2 separate regions of the Sus scrofa genome follow, and region 2 is linked to region 1. A link is a contact called in public Hi-C data. All regions are on one chromosome and are shown on one strand. The core of a region is the stretch at or near the end of the contact, and the rest is flanking DNA. Distances in the headings are between cores, read along the strand shown. Region 1 holds the start of EPC1 (enhancer of polycomb homolog 1). Region 2 holds the start of LOC102166590 (putative methyltransferase NSUN6).

The links. A called contact is a pair of places that touch in the nucleus more often than the background predicts.
Region 2: a Hi-C map of liver shows a contact between it and region 1, with 2.2 times the contacts expected there. The contact joins the promoter of LOC102166590 here to the promoter of EPC1 in region 1. A contact is called at or near these places in 1 of 5 promoter capture datasets (liver), 1 of 47 Hi-C or Micro-C datasets (liver) and 1 of 2 datasets of contacts at active chromatin or transcription factors (alveolar macrophages).

Annotation. Positions count from the first base shown.
Region 1 is chr10:42,943,639-42,948,915 of Sscrofa11.1, forward strand. EPC1 (enhancer of polycomb homolog 1) reads right to left here and starts at 3,221. Exons shown (of 14, transcript XM_021064807.1): 1 at 2,934-3,221. The coding sequence starts at 2,975. It overlaps LOC106505154 (a long non-coding RNA gene), which reads left to right and starts at 3,352. Exons shown (of 3, transcript XR_001299281.2): 1 at 3,352-4,021.
Region 2 is chr10:43,016,836-43,022,112 of Sscrofa11.1, forward strand. LOC102166590 (putative methyltransferase NSUN6) reads left to right here and starts at 2,012. Exons shown (of 11, transcript XR_002336341.1): 1 at 2,012-2,229.

The DNA of each region.
Region 1 (5,277 bases), core at 1,971-4,470:
GTCATTGACATCATTTATTTCTTCTTTCTGTAAACTGTTTTTTTTTTTTTTTTGGCCATTTCACTACTCATTGACCCCTCCCCTCCATCAGAGGGATGGGCAGGATGAAAAAAATGATAACGATATTTTAACACAGTCAATTTTGCTACTTGCTACTATCTCTGATAAAAAAGGTGTGCAAGAAAAAAATATGTAATCGTTGTCTAAAATGACATTTCAAGATTAAAAAAAAAAATTTTATTGTCCATGATCTAGCAACTGTCACTATGGAAAACTGAGTTAGTTCTCTATATACTACATTTAATAAATACAGATTTTTTTCATGATAAAACATAGTTTATTATAATAATTCTAATCATAATCTCACCAAACTCATGAACTAAACACCTACAAAATGTTGCCAATTTGGAAAAAAATTAACGTCCAAAGAATCAAGAGCTAAAATGAAGCACAAGGTGGATTTAAAAATGGAGAATAATATAAAACAATGAATTGGTTTTTGCCTCGCAGATTTTAAACCTCCTCCTTTAGGGATATAAGAATCACACAGAGAAGAATATCTTTAACATAAATATCTATGGATGATTTCGAAAAGTGAAGATGTAACTATAATGATTACTCATAATCAATGATGTAATAGTCGATGATGTAGGAGAACAAAGAACATTGCATAGCTACATACGGACTTCACAGCATCAGTTTGTTTTTAAAAGGGGGGCTACATTATACAAACATTTTTAGTTTTCACCAATTAAAATGCAAAAAAAAAATCACCAGCTGAATAACAGAATATTTTAGCAATAAAGTATATTTTATTCAGTAGATTAACTTCAGAGAACTCAACTCTCCAGCACAGAGGGTTAGATCATGTATTTACACCTGCAGTATTTTAGTGTAGAAATAATCTATAATGCCAAAACTAGGCTTGATGGGGGCATTGAAATTTTATGAGGAGATAAAATGTTACAGTGAACAGTCTCAAATTTTTATAGCCAAGTATAAACAAAATATAGGCATAATACACAATTGTTGTTGAAGTTCAAGGGTCCTACACAGATAAAGAAATTATAGGGACACCAAAATCAGAAATACTATTCCTAGGTATTTTCACACATTCTTTTATGTCAACATTTTAAATGATTAGTGAAATGAGCATTTACATATTTCAAAGTGAGTAAAAACACTTACTATATTAACTCCAGAAATTTTTTACTCTCTCAAGAAATAATGTATTCAATCATATGAAAAGGTTGTCTGGGATACTATTTCAGTTGTTTTTGTTTTATTTGGCAAAATATTTAGGTACAATCACTGATCTCTACTACTTTCTTTTTCAATTAAGGACATATTTATTATCTCCATAAATAACTAAGGACCAGTAAAAACTATGTCATATCATAATGTACATTTTTGTTCTTGGGAGGCTTTGGGCCTAAATCCCATATTCTCTAATCAGATAACTCCCAATAAGAACAAAGATGGAAAAGATTTACCCTGCATTTAAATACATGAATACCAATATCTTTAAATTTAAAAGCAGTGGTACACAGATTCTTAAAAAAATTATCTCATTCAAAAATACTTGCTCTTTTCAAACAAGGAAACACATAAATTCAACCAAAATATCACTTTGAAATAAAACAAACAACAATGTAGGCATTATTACCTAGAAAATTCCCAGGAGAAACTTAGAATACTTATTTAAGAAATCCCTAGGTTCAAAATGAAATTCAACTTTTACAATGTTCAGTGAACTAAAACTCCAACATTTTGTTAGAAAGAAGACATAAGCACGGATGGTATTGTGAGAGAAGGAAAATGCAAGACGTTTCTGAGGAAAGAGAGAGTAAACTGACAGCTTATTATGGAAGAAATTTTGATCTAGAGATAATCAGATCAGATAAAACACAACTGCAAACTGCATGCCCGTCCCTGCTGCTCCTGGACGGGTTGTGACGACATGTCTGTTCTCACTCACAGTTCACAGTTCGCAGAAAACATTAAAATAACACAAACTGAATAATTTCCTCGCACCAAATCGAACTTTCTTTAAGGAAATAAAGGGAGAAGATAATAGATCAAATCTTGCCCCACCTCTTTTTTTTTTCCTCCTTTTTTCTTTTAGTGAAACTGACATAAATTGTTGAGGAGAGCTACAGCGCCACCAACACAGATCAATGCAAAACAAAAAAGATCTCCCACCGTGGGCAAAAAGAAAAAAAAAAAATTTTAGAAAAATGCCAAAAATTACAAAATGTCTCCCCAATGTACCTTTTTTGGAGAAAAACAGGATCTGCAAAGATTACCTAATGAGGGGCTACAGAGAATGACTATCATGGAACCCAAGTTTAGATCTGATCAGCAAATAAAAGATCCACTATTTAGTAACAGCCATAACTTAATATAAACCCGGTTATGTCAATCTCCACCTTCATTATACCAAGGGCAGCTTTTCTGTAGTTTGTATCCAAGTAATCCATCAAGAAAACCACAATAGGCCTATTTAAAACAACACAAAACCAAACTACATCCCTAGTTTGCCTGCTGATCATTTAGTCCTGGACAAATTAGGTAATACATAATTTTTATAAAGAGGATATGCACATATTTGGCATCACCAACATTGCTGGCACAAAACAAGTCCATCTTGAAATAGCTGAGTTCCCCTTAGCTCGCAATAATTAAAGTATAATTTATATTAGAAATATTTAGCTTGAATCACAGGCTGAAAAAACAAAAAACAAAAAACCAATTTCTTTCTTTCAGTAAAATTTAACCAGACAAGATTAGGTGGAAATGTGCAGAGATCAAAGCTAAAGAAAAAATACAAAGATTGCTTTTGTGAGAAGAAACACAATGAAAATCCTTTCTTAAAAATCTGAGTGGCTCCTTCCAAGACGTAAGGACAAAAATGTTTAAAATTACAAACTTACCATTCGTGGAGGCAAAGAAGAAGCCAGTCCTGGAAAAAGCATTGTAACAATATAGGCTGGATACTTGTGTCTCTAGAAACAACAGCCTCCAGGCAGCATATGGAGCTTCCAACATCTTTTAAAATATTTGGGAAAGAAAAAGTCAGACTTTCTTCCATGGTCGATGGCTGAATGGGGTGGCTTCCCCAAGATCTGTGGGCGTTTGGGAAAAATCGGAGAAATATCCACGGAAGATTCAAAGCAGAGGAGGCAGCGGCAGCCAGAAGACTCTGGGGTTAACAACTTTGCGATGGCGAGCAGGCGGGCTCTGATTGGCTGGGAGGCCAGCGTCCCCACAGTCTGCACTATCCCCCCGCTGCCCCCGCCTCCTGCAGCTCGGAAAAAAATGCAGTGTGAGTGCCATTTTACACTGGGCTTTTAAAAACACAGCCACCCAAATGACAAAGTCTGAGCTCGCTCTGAAGTGACACTGCAAAACAATAGCGCCCACGACTGCCTGCGAGCTCGCAAAAAGGCCCCTTTGATGGCCTAGGGAACACGCTTCTTTCTTGCTTATGGGTTTTTAGGGACTAACTAGCACGCTCTTCTTAAGCAGATTGTCATTCACAAACGTCGATGTCTAATTTGGATACAAATGTGGCCGTTGAAAAATGAATTCTATCGAAACATATTTGATTGGATAGCCTGAAGGTACCCGGAAAAGCCATGCACAAAATTCACACCGTTTTCAGCTCAGGGAGCTTAAAAAAAAAAAAAACTCCTTTAAAAAAAAAAAAAAAAAGAATTGGTTAGCCGTAACAACTGCCGTTGGTGCAGGAAATACAAATAAAATAATGATTTTAACCGTTACACTCAAAAAACAATAGGCATCCTTTTTTCCCCCCACCCCCCTTCTTAAAAATTGTTTCAGAAACCTTTACTGGCTGACAGATTTCTACCACTCAGCCTTACAAACAAAATGGCTGTGGTACTGAATTTTTTTGGATCCTCCCACTGTGGCTCCTCCCGGCCTCCAGGAAGTGGTAAAAATCCAAAATAAATACAGTACTAAAAGTACATTGTCCAGGCTGAAGTCGGTGAAGCTTTTGGTAAGGGGGGGAGGGATTTCTTAGAAATGTGCTGCTTTTTTATTAGTCTTTTTAAAAAATTGTTTTGGAAAGAATATCAATCACTAGAGATTTACTTGACTGTAATTTGAACTTCCTGCTTTACATATTTATAAGGTCTTTCACCTATCTTGGCAGGCTTTCAAATTAAGTGGGCTGGGAAATTTGATGCTGTGTGTCTAGTTGGGAGCTGAGTCAGGTATTTGGTGGTTGCAGCTGGGCTTTCAAATAAAAATGAAGTCGAAAACTTAAAAAAAAAAAAAAAAAGAATCAATGTGAAATGAATGCAGCAGTGTAGTTGATTGTAAATGTAAAGCCACCCAATCAGCAAATATCAAAATGTGTCAAATTCCGCATGGGTGTGTTAATAGAACACATTCGGTATAAACTTGTTGGCCAGCCACACTTCTAGGGAGCCAGGGGTAAAAAGGGGTTCAAAGGAACTGGCCAAAGAAAGGAGTGGGCAAGTATTTGCCTTCTATGGACCCCTCCCCCACCCCTACACACACACACACACACACACACACACACACACACACACACACACACACACCCCTTCTGGTATTTCTATCTCTGCCTAGCATTTAATAGGTAACATTCTTAGAAGAACTATGGTTGGGGGACTAATTTATTGTCTAAATCTGGACATTTTTGAGAGTGAACTATTTTTTTTTTATTTTGTAATCTCATCAGTAGTTACCGGATGAGAGTAAATTTCAATAACATTTATGTGATTATAATCAGGAAAACATCCTTAAGAAGTCCTCTAATGAAGAGAATAGACTAAAATTCCCAAGAAAAGAAAATTTTAAGCAGTTTTCCTTCCAACAGAAAAAAGTTGCTAGGGGCCAATTTCACTATGTACTATTTTGTCTTTCCATCACCTGAGCTCTGTCCTTTTCTCTCCCATCCCTTCAACCCACCCTTAAATATACACATGGATTCGTATGTGTATACACACACACACACACACACACACACAATTATACATAGGTAATTATATATGTACATTCATATGTGTATATGGATGTACATGAATATATATACTTTTATAACCTATAGATTAGGCTATTCTGTGCATTTTCCACAATAGGCATATTTCTAGTTACATACTTCCCTACAGCAGAATTTTCTTCAGATATTTTGAGACAGTAGTCATGAAATACATGATGTGAACAACATTCATTTTGGTAAAGATAAAATGTAAGGTGAGATATTTTGGAAAAAAATATCACCAA
Region 2 (5,277 bases), core at 762-3,261, 72 kb after region 1:
TTAGCATTCATGTAGTGTAACTGTGTAGTTATTTGAGTGCCACTGTGACCACTTTTTTCACGTGCCCATAGTGCCAGGCCAGGGGTAGCTGAAGACAAAGGGTGACTAACATCAATGGGCTGAATCGTTTTGTCCACTAAGTTGTTCAGGGCTTCCTCAGTGGTGGGTGCCTTCTGTCTACACACATGCCTCTATCCAAGATCTTGTCTCTGGCCTTTCTATTTTCTTCCATGCCCTTGATCGGCAGGCAGAGCTGCCACCCAGGAGTCCATGTCCATTCTCATTTTGAGCCACTTCCTCCATGCCCAATGGGTAAGCAGATACACTGCTCACAGATTCTCTCATTAGGGGAAAATCTTCTTTGACACGGTCATTCAAGACCCCCCTAACTATGACTAGAGTCCAGCTACAATCTAGTTTTGTCTTCTACCCATATACCTAGGCAACCAATATGAAAGCAATCTGTAAACTTTTCTTCTTGTTCAGCAGGTAGTACAGGAGTCCCCAGAGCTGTAGATGTGAGCTGAGGGAGAAGCATGGGTACAACTGTGGTGGGTGACGTAGGGGTGCATGTCCCCTCCTTTTGTAGATTGCTCCTACCCTCTCCTCCTGTTCAGGCTCTGAGAGTTATTTCAGCTCTGGGAGTTTGCTTTTACTCATTTGTTAAAAAGATAATGATAACCACTCTCCAGAGCTGCTGAGTTGAATAATGTCTGTAAGTGAAAGTATTTTCTATAGAACCTGGCTGGTGTATCATAGAAAATACGTATAATACTTTTTTTTTTTTTTGCTTTTTAGGGCCGCACCCTTGGCACATGGAAGTTCCCAGGATAGGGGTCCAATCCCAGCTACAGCTGTCGGCCTACACCACAGCTCAGAGCAACCTTGGATCCTTAATTCACTGAGTGAAGCCAGGGATTGAACCCACATCCTCATGGGTCCTAATGGGGTTTGTAACCTGCTGAGCCACACCTGGAACTCCAGCAATACACTTTAAAAAACATCTCCGTGTGAGATTTAAAGACTTAAGAAAAAACTTTTCCTGGAGTTCCCGTTGTGGCTCATCGGTTAACGAACTGACTAGGATCCATGAGGATGCCTGGCCTTGGTCAGTGGGTTAAGGATCCAGTGTTGCTGTGAGCTGTGGTGTAGGTTACAGATGCAGCTCAGATCTCCTGTTGCTGTGGCTGTGGAGTAGGCCATCAGCTGTAGCTCGGATTCTACCCCTAGCCTGGGAACTTCCATACGCTGAGAGTGCGACTCTAAAAATAAAAAGCAAAAAACAAACTTTCTCTGCAGTTATTACTACCGTGTTAATTACTGTGGTAGCTGCAAAAAACACTAATTCTCAGAGACAGGAGGATTATTTTTATTTTCCTGTTCAATCATAGGAAACTTTCTTTAGGTCTCTTCTCCCTTTGAATCTTTCCTTCTCTGTAACACAAAATTACGCCAAAGGTCTCCGAGACTTTTAAAGTATAAATCAACTACCATACAGGTAACTGTTAGCTTTATTCAACTAATTGTAAAAACCGCCTCTGCGTTTTAGTTTCACCGGAGCACTCATGGATATTGAAATACCATTAACCCACCTGTTATAAATTTGACTAATGTTGTTTATTCACAGCTGAAGGCAGATCAGCGAGCCTAAGAGAAGCAAGGTAGTTTACTAAAATCAAAGAGTGGCTGCTAAGTCCAAATAAACTCTGGTTTTCATCCGTTCACCTAGCAGGTAACTGACCCCTCACCTAATTCAGGCCCCCAGGACTCAACCCTCCCCACCTGCCCCGGCGTCCAGCTCTCCCCGCCCAGGAGTTTACTCTCAGTCTGTTTACTCTCCTGGGCAGCGCCCCACCTCCTCCTAAAGCCCCGCCCAGCCAGTCTTGCTGCACGTGGACGCACCGTAGGCGGAGCTGGGAAGCTCCGGAGACGTGACGTAGCGGCAATTGACGGCTGTGGATTGGCGAGCAGGGGAAGGAGGGGAGGGACGCGTCGCCGGAAGTGACGCATTCCAGAAGCGGCTTTCTCCAGAGACGCTGAGAGCGCGGTTTTGGAAGAAGCATAAGTTGGGTTTGTCTGAGTTTGCGTCAGCCTGGTTTCCTGCTCTATCTAGTTTGGAGAGGATTCACTCCGCACGGCTTTTTTCCCCTTCTGCAACCTGAGTGGCGTGGCCGCGTAGTGATTTCCGTGAGCGTTGCTAAAGTGGGACCTAGGTCGTGTTCAGGGCAGGTGAGAAGCCGCTCAGACGCCGCTCTAAACTGGCTGAGTTAGAGAAACCTTGGAGGTTCCTCCGCGTTTCCAGCGTGAACCTGGCGCGAGCGGGGCGCTGGGGTCCCGGCGGTGCGGGGGATTCAGCGCCCATACGTTTGTTATAATTCGGAGAGAAAAACCACTGGCATTTCTCTTGGAGGAGGAGTACTAAGCGATAGGAACATGTCTGTTTTCCCTATAATAACGTTGAGACTTGAAAACTATCTTAAAGCGGGCTTTCTGAATGAGAAGGTAGGTCAAACAAGTTACATAATATTTGCGAAAATTCATGGAGAAGTAGAAAAATCTAGAAATCAAATGTTTACAGCCGTTTTTTCTTACTGCTGGTCTTTCTTAAGGTAGAATAAATGCTAATATCTTTGTGCAGTTATTGAACTAATGCTTTGCATGCTAGGAAGTGAATAGGGTGTATGTTTTAACGCTTAGGACCGAGAAAGAAGGGAGGGGAAAAAGCGTTTTTGTGCCTAGTGGTAGGCGTGCACCGGAGAGGTTATAAGGATGAGCAGAAAAAGATTCCTGTTCTCTAGAGCTTTTAAATCCTGTGGGGAAGAAACACCTGTGCACGTTCAGCGCCTGAGCTGGACCTCAGGTGGAAGAGGTACTATAATTTCAGTGAGTGCTTTTAAAAAAATTTTTTTTATTGAAGTATAGTTAACTTAGGTGAGTTTTTCTGAAATGTCAGTACGTGTGCTAGGTCATTTGCAGACCTTCACGTTTTCACATTTTTTTTTTTTTTTTTTTTTTAATTGGAGTGTAGTGGACAGCAGACCTTTACGTCTGGATCTTAGCAGTCTTTTTTTGGGGAAGAGACTGCCTTCCCATTTTCATAGCTCAGAGAACCGAGGGTCGAAGGAGACGTTACTGAATCAAATTGACGCTCCTCTCCTGTTAGTGTTGGAATCTGAAGGCACAGCGCTCAGGTTCAATGGGAAAAGGGCTAGATGTGGGAACCCCCTGCTCCCCGATTTGTGGCCCAGGGCTTTGAGGAAATTTCACTTAACCTTGATTTCCTTTGTGAAATTTGAGGACGGTTAACAGTAGTAAATTTCCAAGGTTGTTTTAAGGAGTAATCATTAAGTGCAAGCACCTAGCATCGTTTTGGCGCATACTAAGCCCTCAGCAAATGTTCCTTGTGTGTGGTGCTGGCAGGGCCTAGCCAGAAGTGCACAGTGAATGTTGATTGTCTTTGATTGCCAAGCTCGTGGTCTTTCCACCTTACCATCCTGCCTGTAGGCAGGTTTGTATTTTCCAATCTTTGGTTGTCTATCCAAAGTAAAGCGTCATTATTGTTACTCATTTTCAAAGGTGTAGCCGTGACTTGTGGATTTAATTTCTACATTTATTTCCCAAGATTTCGTTAAGGGTCAAGACAGTATGGAAAGAGAAAGTATCTCAATTTCAAAGAACTTCAAGTATGAGGAGTGTATCTAGATAAAGAGAGGCATTCATCAGTTTTTTTTTCCCCCAGTAATTTTTAAATTTTTTTTTTTTTTTGTCTTTTGTCTTTTTTGTTGTTGTTGTTATTGTTGCTATTTCTTGGGCCGCTCCCGCGGCATATGGAGGTTCCCAGGCTAGGGGTTGAATCGGAGCTACGCCAGAGCCACAGCAACTCGGGATCCGAGCCGCGTCTGCAACCTACACCACAGCTCACGGCAACGCCGGATCGTTAACCCACTGAGCAAGGGCAGGGACGGAACCCGCAACCTCATGGTTCCTAGTCGGATTCGTTAACCACTGCGCCACGATGGGAACTCCCCCAGTAATTTTTAAAATGGTTAACATTGTTTTATAAAAGAGGAATCAAATTCTTTCTTTGACACCACTTCTGTCTCAAACCAACTTTATAATTTTACAAGAAGAAAAACCACCCCTTCAAAGGTGATGGAATATTTAGTTAAAAAAAAAAAAAGACCTTGAGAAAGTAGTAATATTTTTAAGCTAGTGGATTATTAGATTGGCAGTTGGTTTATGAAGATTCTGGGAGGCAGGGTATAGTCAGAGATGACAAAAAAGGCTGAAATGTGTGTCTTGAAAAGCTTCAGTTAATTATAAGGAAAGTTGAGCCTTTGTAAGTATTTCTTATAGGTATCTTGCTACCTATCTTTTTGGACAATAGCTATTTGTTACATTTAATAATCATATTAAAAATTAAAAAATAATAATACCATATTAAAAAGCTGATGTGGGTGGTCTTTGGGTGACAATGTCACCCAAGTGTTACTTGTTCAAATATTGATGTTTTAAAAGGTTACTGGAGTTCCCGTCGTGGCGCAGTGGTTAACGAATCCGACTAGGAACCATGAGGTTGCGGGTTCGGTCCCTGCCCTTGCTCAGTGGGTTAACGATCCGGCGTTGCCGTGAGCTGTGGTGTAGGTTGCAGACGCGGCTCGGATCCCGAGTTGCTGTGGCTGTGGCGTAGGCCGGTGGCTACAGCTCCGATTCAACCCCTAGCCTGGGAACCTCCATATGCCGCGGGAGCGGCCCAAAGAAATAGCAAAAAGACAAAAAAAATAAATAAAGAAATAAAAGGTTACTAACCAGTTTGCTCTAGGATATGAGGTTACTAGTTCTGCAGAAGTGATATAACACGAAGTAGAGTGAAATCCTGAATTTACATGAATAAATGTAGCAGATATGTTCAAAATGCTAATAATTCTTTGAAGTTGAGGCAGTGTTTTTCTGAGCTGTTCTTGTTGGGCATTTTATTAGGTGTTTGTTGGAGTAACGGACGTATTACCATTCCCTTAGTGTTATTTATTTTTTGGCTGTGCCCAGGGCATGTGGAAGTTCCCAGTTCAGGGATCGAACCTGCGCCACAGAGGCCACCTGAGCTGCTGCAGTGACAACTCGGTGCATATTGCTTGAGGGTAATACTTTGATATAAGTATCAAAGATACTTTGATAATAAGTATCTTTTTTTTTTTTTTTCTTTTTAGGGCTACATGTGTGACTTATGGAAGTTCCCAGGCTAGGGGTCAGATTAGAGCTGCAGTTGCCAGCCTATGC